2 separate regions of the Arachis hypogaea genome follow, and region 1 is linked to region 2. The links are chromatin contacts, called in public Hi-C maps. All regions are on one chromosome and are shown on one strand. Each heading gives the region's core, a stretch centred on a gene start, on an enhancer-like site or on the middle of the called end of the contact. The rest is flanking DNA. Distances are from core to core; before and after follow the strand shown. Region 1 holds the start of LOC112733205 (protein MAIN-LIKE 1-like). Region 2 has its middle 15 kb from the start of LOC112733195.

Region 1 (4,114 bases), core at 899-3,398, 290 kb after region 2:
TTCATAGTACAATACGATGAACAAACAACAAAGGAAAACAGCTCTAAAATAACAACAAAAGTACACATGGCTATCATACATGAATGAACCCTAAAGAACAAAATACATGAAACGTGACTCATCTAAACAGATGCAAGCCCGTACCACAACGACGGGGTACCCGTGCCCGCTGACCTCTGCGGATAAATGGCTCCTCATCCTCTATCTCATCTGCGTCCTCATGCGGGGCAGGCTGTGCAGGTGGCGTAACATGGATGGCTGCCGCAGACGGCCCGGCAACGGACTCTGATGCAGCAGTGTAGGCTGATGGTGGTGTACCTCCCAATACAAAATGGTCTCCAACAGATGCCGTAGGAGGCTCGTTCAGATCAACATCTAAGGGTGCCTGCGTCCCGGAGGTCTGACCTCGTCTCCGGGAATGCACGTCCTCCTGCATGATGGCGGTAATCTCCTCTAGAAACTACTGACCTCCGAAGTCCGCATCTAGCGTATCTGAGGCAAGGAAGTCTGACCACTGTGATCCCGGAATAACCCATGGGGTACCCTCCTGCTGAGGCTGGTCATGGGTGGGTACACCAACAAAGTAATCTCCAAGAGGCCCCGACCCGAGTCCAGCGTCCCCAGGGTCAGCCCCGTCACCCATACCTGACCCATACCACTTACCTCCATGTCCAGAGACAAGAACCTCTTTCCATGCTGAAGCCACCACTCGAGGAACTCATGCGATGGTCCAGGGTCGGCAACAACATCGAACCTCAGCACGGTCTCCGCACGGGACTCCCAATAGAGATGCCACTTCTGCAAATGGTACGGGAACCATCTATCACCACCTCTGCCATCCTTTGACATCAGAAAGTCGATGTTCAGGGCGGGACCCGGACGGGGCTGCACCCCTCCGAACTGCGGAAGCACCCTATCTATCTGATGCTACTCTATGACGGCAAAGTAGATCAGCGACGTCATAGACCGCCACAACGCCATATGCCGAGGCTCCAGTGCCTCTGGATGCACAACCTGAAGTACGTCGGGGCTGCTGTACGGCATCCAGATAAACTGCACGGAGAACCCTCCATTGTCAGGACAAGTCATAGACACAACTCATAAAGTGTGGTTAAATAATGAAACTGTTTAAGTTGCATACTCACCTCCCTGTCCTGTAACCGGTCTATCCTCAACCTCCACATCTGCATTCTCGGACCCTTCTCGCTACCGGAAGGGTTGTAACCTGACCACCTGCATCATACATGTGTCTTATGGCAACCTAAATGTGTGTTTTCGGTATGTAATACATTATTAATCAACATGGAGTTATGCAAATTAAATTGAAATAGAGAAGGCTGAGTATAGTACCTCGAGGCCAACGGCCAGCTGAATGTCTCATACCCTGCAGGCCTAAACAGAGAAAATCGCCAGAAGATCCAAGACTGAAGTAGCTGAAGTGGGCCCGCTAACTTAACCACATGTCTGTTCGCCACTCGGCACATGCACCGGTACAACCATGCCAGTGCCGCAGAACCCCAGCTATAGGTACCCATCTCCTCCAGCCTAGCAACGTAGGGAAGCCATCTGATGTGAACGCGGTTGCCCGACTTGTCCGCAAACAGCTGCGTACCCAACAACATCATGATGTACGCACGGGCATATCTCCGCACAGTCTCGTCATCGGCTCCCTCGGGGCACTCACCAAAGGTCTCCTGGAACCAGCTACAGTTCACTGCGTACTTCTGAACCTGACTGGGAGGAGGAGTCACTCCAAGCAACTCCTGAAACCACACCCAGGCTGGACGGCCACCCTGGATGTATATCTGGAACTCTGACAGGCAACCACTCACGTAATGCCCGTCCACCGGCAAACCCAACTGGTATGCAATATCCTGAAGTGTGATCGTGCACTCTCCGAACGGCATATGAAACGTGTGCGTCTCCAGACGCCAGCGCTCCACGAATGCACTGACTAGGGCCTCGTCTAACCGGAACCATCTGTCGTTCAGCCTTACAAGATGGTATAGTCCGGCCATCTGCAAGTACAGAACGTATCTGTCATCCAGTCGCATGCCCTGCTGCCGCCGCATGCTCCTGATGCATCGCTGAGGCTGCGCATCACAAGCACCGCTTTGTTAGAACCAGCTTCGTAATCAATGACAAACATAACCAACACGATAAATCATCAACAAAACATCATACTAAATCAATCCACATAAATATCCATGAATGACTACCACATGCAAAACAACTACCATATACCACCCCCCCTAAACCACTAAAATAAAACATCTTAACTAGAACCACTAACGTAAAACAGCTTCACTAAAACCATTAACAAGAAAATAGCTAACATTAAACCACTAACAAAAACCACTAAAATAAAACAACTAACACAAACCACTAACATAAAACAACTAACACAAACCACTAAAATAAAACAACTAACACAAACCACTAACATAAAACAACTAACATAAACCGCCAACATAAAAAAACCAACATAAACCACTAAAACCAAATGCAAAACCACTTAGTCACATAAACCGCTAGCACGAACTTATTTCTGTACTAACCTCGTCGTTGATGACCCCAGCTATATGAGCAACTCCGTCCAAGCGATATAACCTTGCCGGATCGTCCCCCATCAGCAGAGTATTCCGTTCAGGTCTTCGTCGGAGAGAATCTGGGTCGTTTTCTCTGGGATTTGGTGGGGCAGGGGAAATGAATAATGGTTCGAATGAGGCTGATTCGAACTCCTTATATAGCCGAATCACGAGTAATTCGAACCAGGTCGGTTCGAATTACTAAGGAGCCACTTCAAGGGTAATTCGAATCAGATTGGTTCGAATTACATGGGTTGCTTTCGAGTGTGTAATTCGAACTAGCCCTGTTCGAATTACATGGGATTAGAGTTCAAACCTACATGGTTCGAATTACATGCAACCTTTTTTCAGCCTAATTCGAACCACTCTGGTTCGAATTATTAACGATTGTAGTTCGAACCATGCTGGTTCGAATTACATTAAGATAGTGTTTGGCTCATTGCTAAAACGATTTTGACTTTGGCTTATTTACGTAACTTAAATCTTGCCTTGGCTTATTAGGGTGTTTTGCCCTAAAACAAATATATATCCCGCCTCTATAAAAAGATATATATACTTTCGTTGTGTGTATATATAAGAAAAAAATGTGATGGTTGATCATTGGTCGTTAGATCCATTAGTTGCTTAATTAGGATTATAAATAAGAGCATTAGCCATTATAATCATCATTAGAGTTAGTGAATATTACTCGATCATATAGTTTGATTTTTCGCACTAAAAAGTTAATTAAGAGAAATTATATACATGGATGATAATATAGAACAGCGGAGACGAGATATGATCTCTCATACCCGCCCCACGTCCTAAAACTTTTTTCCATCTCGATCTCTATTTTCCGTGACAATGAAATATTCTTCCGGATCTCGATTTTTTGTTAAAAAATACAATTAGGGATGGAAACGGAGCAGGGAATAAAAATAGGATTGGTAATGGATAGAGTATAATAGAATTTTGACTTTACTTTAATTCTATTTACGAGTTAAAAATTTTATTAAAACTTTATCATATTCTATTTGTGGGTTGAGAATCTCTCAATCTTAATCCTACCCACGTCTTAAAGTTTTAAATTCTATCCTACTCTATCCTACCCGTAGAAATATCAATTTTTTTCTAAGCAAATATAAAATTTAATCATTCTAAATTTCATACATATTAATAAAATAAAAAATAAAAAATTAATGCTCTAAATTACTAAATTAACTAACTAGTTTAGTGATTGTCCATTTATTGCAAGTCATTACATAAGAGAGGTTTGGGATTTAACTTTTATATATTTCTTTCACTATATATCTATTTTTTATAAAATGTGGGTTATATATAGGGTGCGGGTAGGGTATAGGATAGGGTACACTCTAAACACGTACCCTACCCTACCTGCAGGCATACCCGGATCGATCTCTACCCTACTCGCAGCGAGTCGGGTAGCCTGCCCTACCCAAACAGATTGGGCCGGGTTGGGTACCCGCGGTAGGGTATGTATTACCAGTCCTAGATCGGGGATGTCTCCCTACTTCCCATTTCCGTCC
Region 2 (4,308 bases), core at 1,462-3,961:
TGCTGGTATAACTGAATCAAATCCAATTATACACAAAATTGACAAATTTCAGCCTATATCTCCTGGTACACACAATAGTCGTAACATGTCACATCATATCCAAGTGATGCTTCTTTGTTCTAGTTACTAACTACTAACACTTTGCTTTCTAGTGCAAAAAATTGCTACGATAACTAAATGAATTTGGGAAATGAAGCGAGGAAAGAAAAAGGAGTACCTTAGCAGTTGGAGATGCAATTCTGGAATCATTAGTGTCTTGCTCGAGACTCCCGAACTTGAATTGAGCAGATCTTAACATTAGAAATTTAATCAATTCATGACCAACAGATCTTAACAAGTATATACAAAATGCTTAAGAAGATTTCAAGAATAATAATGAAGCAGTGAAATTAGAGAAGAAAGAACACGAAAGGAGGTTCTTCTTCTCCTTCTCCGTCAGACTCACCTTAAAATAGAGAGAAACAAATCTTAGATATGATCGAGAGAGAAAAATAGAGTTTGTTAAAACAAGAGAGAGATTCAAGGAGCGGAGTGCGAGCGAGATTGAAAGCATGATCGAGATCGAGATCAAGAGCGCGAGTAAATTTGAGAGCAAGAGTTCGAAAGAGAGCAAGATTTGGAGTGAAATTGATTCTCTGCGCTAGCAGGTTTTTCAATCTTTCTTCTGTCCCAGCCGTTAGGTTAGGTCTCCAATTTTGATTTTCAAAGAAGGGGATGTTCATTTATTTTCATGTCAATAGGAATAGGTAATACTTTTTAAGTTTTTTTTTTTAAAATACATGTATTTACTAACATTTCATTATAAATGTTACTTTATATATAATTTTATAATAATTACTAATACTTTAACAAATGTTAAGAGATAAATGTTACTAAATATTTAAAATGTAGTAGTGATAAAAAAAATAAAGTATAAAAAAATTATGAATTACTACACAAAATGTGTACAAGCCAATCAATCAATCATCAAAGTTTATAAATAAAAATAAGAAGACAAAAAATCCACAAAATAGAGCTGTTATTAGGTGACTTATAATTTCAATATATACCTCATCTCTAAAATTTGAATGATCAAAATGAAGAATCAAGTGCCCTAAACACTCTTTTCAAATTTGAGCTCAATTAAATACTAACAAATCTGTAGTAGCCAATTTACAGTGATGACTTTGTGTATGTATATAATAGCTTTCTCTTTTTTCTTCTTTGAAGTGATTAGTTGGTTTTACTAATTAGACCTTTCTCACTTAACCCTAATGTAATCTCATCCATTCACTCTCAACTTAAAGTAATTATGGACTTGGATGCCAACACTTGTGTTCTTTCTTCACATATAAAGGGAGCCCAAAAGCCAACAAATCTTCTCATCACGACTCTCTGGAGGTAACTTTCAATCCATTGATTAAGCAACAAGTTCAATTAGGTTTAAGACAACTCATACATTCCATTTAGCTATATCAAAGTCTCCTTTGTTACATAGGATGCTCTGTTAGTCACGTCATGCTTTTCTATTAACGAAGCAGGTCTCTAATTACGCTGGACATTTTTGACACACTTTTAAATTTTTTGATAGTATTTTTGTTGATAACAAAAATTGAAAATATTTTTGGTAACGCCAAGACAATAAGTACATTTTCGGTAGTTCATCTTTTTGTTTTCTTACACAACATACACACAGTCACTCACACACACTATTACCGATTCTATATTCCACTTTCTGAGTTTAACGCAAGATTTGAACCTGGTATAGCTTTCTTGGTGGCCAATAAATTATCCACTATGCCATTGCCTCAGCTGCCATCATGATTTAAACAGTCAACACTTAGTTTGACCTCTAAAATTTGAAGTCGAATTTAAATTGACTTCTTAAAATTTTAATTGACTTAAATTGAACTCCTTAAATTTACAATGGTAACCTGCATTAGTCCCTGAACTCATATATGTTAACATCATGCTAATTTAACATATTAATTTGTCATTTTGAATAAAACAAAAGATTTTTTTTTTGTATTGGTGCCCACTCTTCAATGAAATAATGTGATTTTATACGAAACTTTTATTTCTCATCTAGTAATGATCATAAAACAAGATGCTTTTAAAACCATTCATATGATACTAAGTCATTTCGTTAAAGATTAGGCGCTAATATAAAATGGCATCATTTTATTTTTATCCAGCATGACAAGTTAACATGTCAAATCAACACGCTATTAATAAAGATCAGTTCAAAAGCTAATACAAGTTATGATTGTAAATTTGAGAGTCCAATTTAGGTTAATTAAAATTTTAGGGATCAATTTGAGTATTAACTCGTATCTAAAACATATGAGTCACACATGCAATAACGCATAGACTAAACTGCCTAACCTGTAAACCTGATGACCGGATACAAAGACAGACTATCGTTTTGTTTCTTGATCTTGAAAGGCACTTTCTCGTTTTGTTACCCTTTCATCCTCTTTCCTTTTCATTTTTCTTTTCTCTAAACGCCCATTTTAAGGTTCTTTAGATCCATGACCAAAAACTTTAAGGTTCACGGATCCCTTTCTCGGCCTTTCTACACACATTTTGGTCAATACTTGGATTAAGGGCCCATTTTTCTACTTACCATTCTCTCGTAGTACGGGGAAGAAGTACACTTTAAAGTACACCTAATTTCCTGACAAAAAACAATACACCTAATCAGACCTGACAAAAAAAGTACACCTAAGTAGGGTGTGTAACCAACTGAATAGTTGGCCCATTATAGGAGCCCAAATTGATCAGAGTCAAACACAACGGTCTATAATTCGAACCAAAATAATTATTCCACAATTCCATAATCCGTAGCTGGTTTGACGATCCCCAATTCCCAAATCCCAATAATTGTAAAACAAAACAAAACTGAGCATTCTGGTGGTTTACGATCTTAGACATGTATGTACATTATGGTATGAGAAAAAAAATACTTACCAATTTAACAAATCCCATGTTAGTTGATTTTGTTATCACCGCATTAAGAACGACATGCAAGTAGACATTTCAAAACATTCATTACAAAATTTTAAAATGTACATATATTGCCGAAATATACAATAAATTATTACGTTTTCGGTGGGTACCAAATAAAAGACTTGTTTCTTCTACTTGGGGGCGTTAGAACAGTTAGGCAAATAAGCTAGCCCTGGGTACTTTTCATATAGAAGGCGAGCTTGTTGCGATGATAAAAAAAATTAATTATTTAATCAATGATTGCTCAATGACCTTGACATTTAATTAATGCATATTAGAAAGTGAGGGAAGAAAAATGTGAATCATTATGATTGGTAGTTATTAAATTAAAATAATACAAGGAATTCTTAGGGTCATTCTGGTAGGTGCTTTCCAGATAAAATTTATCTATATGGATGTTGAATTTTTTTTGTACTTTTGCTTTATTTTATTATCCGTTATCCTAAATGTTATGTATATATGGTAATTTGTTATTGGTTTTCTTCTCCTTTTAAAGACGCTACTAATAGCGTGATGGAGAGGAACATGTTTTGTTTGATAATAATTTCTTTTTTCCCGCTTGCTCTTATAGCAAGTTTACGTAGAATAAGGATATAGTTTTTATGGTATTTATTTATCGGAAATATTTGGTAACTAAAGAAAATTAGACAAAAATAGTCATAAGTTATCTTATTTAGTATTTATTAAGACAATTAATGAATACTAAATAAGACAAATTTTAGCTGTTTTTTTTTGTCTCCCTAGCATTTAATAAATGTAAGACAATTTCAATCATTTTAATTCATTTTTAGTTTTGAATAATATCATAGATTTTGACTTATGTAGGTTAAAAAAATTAGGTGTATATTATAATACCTATTATTACGGTAGTTATAATGATTGGCAACACTTAAAATTAAATGTGCTGCTACAATTAAAATACAGTAATGCTAGAAAGGCAAAAAATAGTTGAAACTTATTTTATTTAGTATTTATTAATTGTTGTAATAATTAATAAATATTAAATAAGACAATTTATAACTTTTTTTTTGTTAATTTTTTTTGGTTATTAAATATTTTTATTACAATAATATTTTTTATTATATAATAATATTTTTTAATTTAAAAAATTTAGTCACATAACTACCATAATTATAAATACCATAAAATCCAGCTAAAAAATATATACATATTTTTCTTTATATTGCGGAATTATATAAGAGGAGTGCTAGGGGCCAGCAACTTTTGTGATTTGTAACCATCAAATAGCTATCAATCATGATTTTAATGGTGTGAAATTTCATCCAATGATTCACTTTTCTTTGCTGATTACATGCTGGC

What was found. Hi-C and Micro-C count contacts between places; a contact is called where the count stands out from the background.
Region 1: a Hi-C map of an unstated tissue shows a contact between it and region 2, with 4 times the contacts expected there. The contact joins the promoter of LOC112733205 here to the enhancer-like site in region 2. A contact is called at or near these places in 4 of 8 Hi-C or Micro-C datasets (leaf and an unstated tissue).

What each region holds. Positions count from the first base shown.
Region 1 is chr13:28,394,421-28,398,534 of arahy.Tifrunner.gnm2.J5K5, forward strand. It overlaps LOC112733205 (protein MAIN-LIKE 1-like), which reads right to left and starts at 2,149. Exons shown (of 5, transcript XM_025782082.1): 1 at 2,111-2,149; 2 at 1,956-2,018; 3 at 1,351-1,874; 4 at 1,146-1,233; 5 at 928-1,053. The coding sequence starts at 2,149. The coding sequence ends at 928.
Region 2 is chr13:28,101,235-28,105,542 of arahy.Tifrunner.gnm2.J5K5, forward strand. No RefSeq gene overlaps it. Among protein-coding and RNA genes, the nearest start is that of LOC112733195, 15 kb to the left of the region's middle. Within about 2 kb of position 2,712, at least 3 of the 3 cell types and tissues checked have open chromatin away from gene starts, as enhancers often do.